2 separate regions of the Mus musculus genome follow, and region 2 is linked to region 1. A link is a contact called in public targeted proximity ligation data. All regions are on one chromosome and are shown on one strand. The core of a region is the stretch at or near the end of the contact, and the rest is flanking DNA. Distances in the headings are between cores, read along the strand shown.

Evidence for each region.
Region 2: a contact with region 1 is called in a targeted proximity ligation map of the NIH/3T3 cell line, with 5 read pairs. A contact is called at or near these places in 3 of 484 Hi-C or Micro-C datasets (adipose-derived mesenchymal stem cells, forebrain and ventricular fibroblasts) and 2 of 130 datasets of targeted methods (the NIH/3T3 cell line and pancreatic cancer cells).

What each region holds. Positions count from the first base shown.
Region 1 is chr19:28,282,252-28,286,138 of GRCm38.p6, forward strand. Glis3 (GLIS family zinc finger 3) reads right to left here. Exons shown (of 11, transcript NM_175459.6): 9 at 1,401-1,576. Among named protein-coding and RNA genes, the nearest start is that of Gm35866, 80 kb to the right of the region's middle.
Region 2 is chr19:28,555,213-28,559,662 of GRCm38.p6, forward strand. All of the region lies in intron 2 of Glis3 (GLIS family zinc finger 3), which reads right to left. Among named protein-coding and RNA genes, the nearest start is that of D930032P07Rik, 120 kb to the right of the region's middle.

The sequences.
Region 1 (3,887 bases), core at 945-3,444:
GAGGAAGGTAGAAATTACCACTGAACTGAAAAGTCTAAAGCTTTGTTGGGAAACAGTGGACAAACGGGATGGGAGAGATGGAAGGAGCTTTGGCTCAGAGCCAGTGACCCCGACTTTTCTTTCTTTTTCTTTTCTTTTTTTGTTTTTTGTTTTGGGGGAGGGGTTGAAACACGGTTTCTCTGTATATCCTTGGCTGTCCTGGAACTCACTCAGTACACCAGGCTGGCCTCGAACTCAGAAATCCACCTGCCTCTGTCTCCCGAGTGCTGGGATTAAAGGCATGGGCCACCACACCCGGCTCAACCCTGACTTTTCAATGTCTTTCCTTGCTACAGATGAGCACTATCATTTTCTTGCCCCCTTCCTGCTGCTTTGAACCTCTTGATCAAGTTTAATACAATACTGTTGGAGAATACTATCTAGAGACTGTTTTCACACTCAGAATGAACACTGTCTTGGGACACCATCCATTAATTCCAAGTGATAACCTATAAGGTGCCAGTGAGGGGAGGGAGATGACACACTTCTGGAATCATCTGGAGTCAACGTACAGCATCGTTTCTGCTAACATAGAATTCTGACAACAGGAGACAAAAACATTGGGCGATTGGAGTCTTTATGGCTTGGCATTGCAGTTTTCTGTGGAAGTTCACTAGGATTTCTGCTTGAACTGGCAAAAGGAGTTTGATTAGTGAAAAGAGACAGAGGCAGACTCAGTCCTCAAGTATGGTCCTTGCTGAACACAAGCCTGGCCCAGAACGTAAGCCACTGTGGTCGCTCTTTTCCTCATGTTCTTTCCTTTCTGTATGAATATGCATAGTCATTCTGAGACATGAAGAAATGTGTCGAGTTCCCTAAAAGATATGATGACGGGTCAGACAACTCTGGCCTCAGAAGCAAGACTGTACTAGTAAAGATGATATGTTTTACTCAAATGAGCTACAAGATGGAGAGAATGAAAGAAAGTTCTAGCAAAGAAATAAAACCAAGATGGGATATATAGATGGGACACATGAAGTTTGGGGGAGACCAGGGAGGTGTCACACAGGGGAACCAGGGAAGGCTTTGGCTTGGCTCATGGGAAGGAGCCAGCCAACATGGACAGTGATGTTCCCGGGGCTTCCTTCTGCACAGTCTCCTGATCACTCAGGAGCAGGGTGCTATTGCTAGAGACTTCTCTTGAAGTGTCACAACACTGGGAACACCAATGATTTCCTTGGGCTGGCAACTATAGGTCAGGTCATCTGAGGAAAATACTAAAGCATTTCATGCTGTCTACATCATAAGTTTGATTTAAAACAGAACATCTGAGACCCACATCTGGTCCTTAGGCCACCTGGCTAAAGGCAACAGCAAAACACTGCCTTTCTAAACTCCAAGGACCACCAGCTCCTGCTTACCGTGGACATGGATACCATTTGGCTGAAAAGAAGAGTTGGTTTCTGGCTGGTAGGGCTTCAGGAGTGAGCCTGGTGGCTGCTGGGAGTGGGGAGCCTGTGCTCTCTGGAGCAGTGACGGAGGAGCTGGAACTCTTCCCGGGCTGATGTGGTGAGGAGATGGAGTCGGAGGTGCAAACCTGGGAAAACGATGACAACAGGCAGCATGACCAACTCTTCAAAGCCTTCTAAGTCCCCGTTCTGGCCCTATACAACTATGACACTATGCTCTTTCAAAACCCTTCATAACCCTCCCCTCTCCTGTCCAACCACTGAGTGCTTCTCTGACACATGGGGGGTGGGGTGAGGAGGGGAAAGACACCAACAAAGCAAACCTTAGTCACAGTTTGGGTTTGTCAAGCTTCTTAAACTGCATTTCAAATCCTCTGGGTTTTATGAAATTCAAAGCACATCTTTTGCCAGGCCCTTTTCCTGCTAATTTTAAAACCCGTTCACATTTTAGGGGAAATTCGATTCATATGTTTCTGACTCATTTACACTTAGCTCATAAACATTTTGTTTTGTAAGGCACATCTGAGGTCCAAGAAGTGTTACGGGTCCTTTATTATGACCCCCCTCTAACCAGAGTCTCCTTAAACAATACATTCTGTCTTGCCAAGAGTAAAATAACTCAAACCCCAAAGGTCAAATGTGCCTTGAAACACAGAACCTGAGAGGTCGGCTTGGGTTCTGTGCTGGGCAAAGAGCATTCCTGATGGCGTAGAGGGAATGCACTGTGGCATTTTTGTAGTAATGTGTAACAATCCCAAGATTGTTGGGTCTTTGGTTTTTTTTGTTGAACACAACGCCTTGCATACACTAGGCAAGCACTCCACTATTGAGTGCTATCCCCAGCCGCAACCTCAGAGTACTGGTTTTTGAAAGGAGATATACTGGTATTTAAACAAAGAGAAATCACCAAGGAACCCTGGGCAACTGTATATTCATTTTCTTGTTGTGAGGGAAGACTAGCAGGTTCTGAGTCATGAGATTTAGAATGGCATTTACTGTCTAACACTGGTGAAGGACAGTAGACTTGAGAGAACAAACAGCCTTGCAGGTGGGGATGTCCATACAGAAACAAACAGGATGTTTAATTTGTTGGTTCAGCGTGGGACAGTGATACCCACGGTAGAGAAAGAAGGGAGGGTCTTTCAATACCTTGAGAATAAACAGCAAAGTAATTCTGCATAAAAGCATACTAGCAATGAAGTATGCAACCTCTCTGAAGTTCATCAACATGAACACATTTAGTTAGTTCCTGTTTATCCCGTGCAGAAGGAAAGCTTCATTTTGTACTAGGTTATCAACGGTGGCATAACTTATTTTATAGGGACAACTGACTCCACAAGGCTGGTCTCTCGTGTAAGGACACAGCTGAGAAAAGGGGAAGGTGCATTGGACACATTTACAAAGTTAATTCTAAAGGCCCTGAAGCAATGTATCTTATAAAGAAGAGCTTCAACATTTATGTTAAGGGAGTACGAGAGGATGGGAGAAAATGCCATGTTCACTTTGCATTTCACTTGTGAAGTATAAGGAGCTGCACGGGAACTAAGAGGAAGATGGGGACTCAAAGCCAACAGGTCAGAGTATCTCAGCAAACCTGATGTGATTGGATGCTATCGACTGGCCACTTAGATTTTTATTCTATGGAACTTCGGAGGGCAGCAGCTGCGTGTCCTGTGCTGGTTAAATACGCACTTTTCTAAGCACATCCTCTGAACTGGGATTATCCTGAAAGGCGATGCTGAGTGGCCCACAGAGAAAGCACAGCAAACAAATCCTGGCACTTCCCTGAGAACATCTAGTAAAACACATGAGCCAGGATTCCCCATATGGAGGCGATTTTCTGGGGGACATGTCCTTATTGTGTCTCCACAGTAGCTCTGAGCTTGTGGGAGAGGAATGAGAAATTGTGAAGTCATCGAGTTGGGAGAGATGGGAGTCCACACTGGCACCCAACCCTAGAAGGCTCTGTCCTTATGGTCCTCCAGGTTGGAGGGAGAAGGGATTTGAACAGCAAGGTGACCTACATCATTATCCCACAATCACACTGATATTTTGGGAGACAAAGTAATTAAGACCCTCTGGCTCTCTTGTTTCACTTCAAGAAGACACAACGAGCTAGTAGGTCCTCTGGTCTTTCCTTCTGGTACTTCTACTATCTTCAACAAAATGATGGGGGCAGGGCAGGGCAGACAAGTTGGGACTATCTAGGGACCCCAGTACAATCTGAGGACATAACATACCCCAAACCACATGATACACCTGACTCACACGAGACGGATTAGTTAAGGAGTGGAAATGGTGACAGATGAAGAATACAAAGAGAGTCCAAGGTTCTTTCGTCAGAGTGAAGCTCTACTGCTTTTATCACTTGCACCGGTGTGGTCAACACTAATTAGATCACTAACTAGGAAATGGAGACTACACAGATCCAAGAGTATA
Region 2 (4,450 bases), core at 1,324-3,823, 270 kb after region 1:
GACTTCTTCTTTTATCTAATGCTGTTTGTGAACTTAGGAAAGAAAGGAAGGAACCTAAGTCAAGGTGAGTTAGTATGGTGACTGTGACTGAATTACCCTGCGCATGCTCAGTTAGCCGGTAACTTCCAACCAATAATGGCTGGAATAGGAGGGAAGAGCGCTGTGCCATCAGAAATTCCTTCTAGGCAAACACAAAAGCAGGGTCTGGAGAGACAGCTTCACTGGTAAAGCAACTTGCTTTGCAAGCATTAAGAACAGAGTTGATGCCCAGCAGTCACACAAAAGCCTGCAGAGTGGTACATACTGTAACTTCATTGCTGGAGCTCAGGAGGCAGGAGGATTCCTGGGGTTTGCTAGTCAAACTAGTCTAGTCAAATCCGTGAATTCCAGGCTCAATGTAAGACTCAAAAATATAAGGCAGAAAGCTATTAAGGATGGATATTGAGCTCTGACCTTCATAGGCACATGTGCACACAGCCTCGTGAACACATACCCCTCCCCCAATAAAAGCTCACCAGCTAGAGAGATGACTCAGCAGTTAAAAGCACTAGTTCCTCTCCCAGCAGACCCTGTTTCAATTCCCAGCACCCACAAGGCAGCTCACGATTGTGTGTAACTGTATACTCCAGTCCAGGATATCCAGTGCTGTCTTCTGGCCTCCATGGGCAGTGCATGCAAGTACTGCCCAACATTCATGAGGGTACACACACACACACACACACACACACACACAGCATATAAAAGCAATGTTGTGGATACAGCCGAGCTAATACATTTTTATGCCATTAGATTATGGGGGGAGAATACTTATTTAAAAAGGAGTGTTAGTTAGTTATCTGAATTTGAATACCAAAGCTGGAAACCAAGGTGAGTAAGAAGGGGATGCTAAGTGGCCTTCTTACGTCATTAATAATGTATGACTTCTCAGAAAAGAACAAATAATGCAGTTGAAGACATTTAAGACTTTATGTCCTTCAGTAAATAACAAGAAAATAAGATGCTTCCATCTCTCAGAAGATCGTGTACATAGAGTTCTGAATTTGATACATGCAGTACCTCTTTGTCTCCCTGCGGCAGGTGAGGCAGTTGATAAGCAGGACATTTCCTTCTTAAATGTTCCATAATAAGACAAAAATAGCTACAGGGAAACACCTCACTTTGATTTTTCTTGTAACAGGAAAGGATGGAGGATACTGAAAGAAATTCACACTTTGTAATCAATTATTACCTTATGGTGGCTGAGTTAGAATAGCTCCCACTGGTGGGCAGGACGATGGGAGGGTACTACCAGGCAGCATTTAACTACTCAACGGTCCTTCAACCGTCCACATTAACCTCTGCAGGACCTTGCGAACTGTAAGTTCTCAAGCTGGGGTCTCTGTGCTTCCAAACTAAATCACCTACGTGTATGAAATTTTACCATTTACAGATATGTGTGTTTCAGAAAAAAATCTAAGAAATCCAATTATGTTTTAAGGCTAAAGGGCTAATGAGGAAATCTGTTGCTTTGGCCAACTTTCACAAGGATCTCCCCTCACTTCTTCACTGGTATGACAGCAGCCAAACTTGCTTTGGAAATACTCCTCTTGGAAAATACTAAGAACAAAACTAAAAAAAAGGAAAGCACTTCTTCCTTGATATCTACCTTCAATAAAGTATAACTGACAGTTTGAAGTACAGAAGGTGGAATCTGCTGGGTGCGGTGACATATCCTTGCAATTCCAGTGGCTGAAAAGGACCCGAGCACCACTAGTTTGAGCCTAGCTAATTCCCGGGCAGCCTAGGTTACGCAGTAAAATCCTATCTTCAAAGTACACACATACACAAAGATGAGCATTAGAATATCTAAGTTTTATGGTACATAAAGTGCAGCCTGTAGTAGTCAAATACAGGGGTGTGTGTGTTTAGTGAAATAATCATTATGAAGTAGTTTACACATCCCTCGTATCACATGGTTACCTATGTCTGTGTGCTACAAATTTAATCTAGCCTCGTGATAAATGCCAAGTATACACTGTATCACCATACTGCCAACAGCAAATGGTGGATCTAAATTTAATCAGCTTGCAAGAAATGAAACTTTCTAGTGTTTTGTATTTCCTTGTCCCACCCCAATCCCTTCTTGAGTCTCACTACTCCACATTCCACATATCGGAAGGTCCTCTGGGACCTTTCTTTCATTGAGAGCCCATCATTTCCTTCCTTCTGCTATCAAGCACACCGAACAATCTATGCTGGAATTGTTAAAATATCCAAGAGGTTTTGCTCTGTGTTCAGAATTCTAGTATCTAGTGATGAGAAAGCAAAAGAAATGGCCAACGACTTCCCCTTTCCATTTAAACAGAGAGATCACTTCTGTTTCATAAAATTTTCCCACCATCTTATTTTATTAAACAAACAAACAAACAACAACAAAAAACCAATTGTGTCAAGAGGATTTAAGGGAAGGAGGAAGGGAGGGAGGGAGGGAGAACTGGGATGATTTCTGTAGGGCCTGGGAAGTAAAGGCACAGGGAAGATTGGGAAATCTGGCCTGAGTGGTGTTCTGTCACCTGACACCAGCAGTCAGAGGAATGTTAGTAACACCTCCATCCAGAGGAGAGAAGAATGGAGTTTGAAAGAAGTAGGAAAAGAAGACGTATAATTCAGCCTGACAGACTTGTTTTTTGACACGTAGCCTTGAAAAGAACAATTTTACCTCAGAAACTTGGCAAATGTGAGCTGATTTTTTTTTTTTGATAAGTTGAAACATGCATGCTCCTACACACATGGAGAAAGAGAGGGAGGCAGAGAGAGGCCAGGTATCCAAGACGGGGGGGGGGGGGGCTGTCAGGTTTCTTGTCTCTGTGTCATTTCTGTTTAGTTGGTCAGATGAAAATTCAAAACCATATAATTAGACGGTTGTTTATACATGATTAAGCATGAGCTCATTGCTCTCCGCATGCCAAAAAGTCAGAGAGTTGTTGAGGGCAAGAAGGAACTATTAATAAAAGGAAATAAAGCTGTAATACATTTTTCACTTATGAATAAAAATAATTCAAAGGTCTCTGGGTTAAAAAAAAAAAAAAGACTGGAAATACCAACCATAGCTAGGGGCAAGAAACTAGATGATTTTATAGAGACTAGAATTTGAGAATTTGGGAGATATAAAAGCCTAAGCCACTGATAAGTAAAAGCTTTTCCTCCAGTTTTTAATCTCATTCTTTTTTCACTTCTTGTAAATATAAATCACAGTGAGAACACAAAACACTTACCTGTATTATATTTCTTTAGAATTATGGGAAATACGCGAGCAAGAACACAGAGTTCATTTACAAGCATGATTTATTCTTTATAACTGTCTCTACCAGGAATCCTCTCTGGAGAAACCAAGAGCTGGCAGTAACTGTGGAAAAGGACCGCTCTTTTATTTTTGTCCCCCGACCCCCTTTCCACAGCAGCAGAGTTTTTGTCCCCAGACCAAGTGAGCCCATCGAAAGCAAAGTTTATCTGCGTAAAACCTCCACATAGCTCAGGCAGAATTTCCCAGGCCTCCTAGAGAATCTGTGATGCGAAACAGTCCATCAACTACTTGTTGACCACACCTCCCGATACAGAGCCGGACAGTGGCCAAACCTTTCAGATGACAGAAAGACCTCATCCAAGCCAGTTTGCTACTTAACTCTCCCTTAGAGCCACTGCTGCCGCTTTCCCAAGTGGGAAAACTCACCAACCAGGAAGGCTAGCCTGGCAAACGAGAACATAATCTTAGAGGTGATTCAGTTCTTTTGCCTGCCTGTGCCATGACTAAGTACTTGTACACACTGCTATGATAGATCAGAGAGACAATATACAGCCACGAGACAATCTAAAGTGAAAAAGAAAGCAAGCCCAGGGGAGCTCTAACATCTCAGCTCTTTAAGAACTGGGCTTAAGTGAACCTAATAGCATCCAAAGAGCCCAAGTGCCTAAGCAACATCAACACTGCCTTTTACAGCCTGACTCCCAGCAGAACCAAGTTCTCAAGTCACATCAGTTTCTAGCCAGCCAGCCAGCCAGCCAGAGACCTCCAAATTCTATCTCTCTCAATTTCTAACCTTTCCTCCCCTCCTCCCTTCTCCTCTTTCTCCCTCTTCCCCCGTCTCCTCTCTCACTGGAGCATTAGGCAGCTCTGGTCTGATTCCAGAGGGATCTTCAATCACCTGCTGTACTCATCTGAATCGGAACCGAATACGCCTGCACCTAAATGACACCCTACAAAACAGAAGCCTTAAGTGAGAGCCCTTCTGAGACGGAGATGACCAGAGCACCTGCCTGAAGGTAAACAAATGAGTGCTTAAGCAATGTAGCAATGCTGCTTCCCAGGCCCCGGGATTACCAGGGTCTTGTATCACAAGGCTACTTTGTACTGGTTCTTCAGAGTTGTCTACATTGTTGCCATTCGTTGTCTAACTCAGTTCCTAGCGGGTTA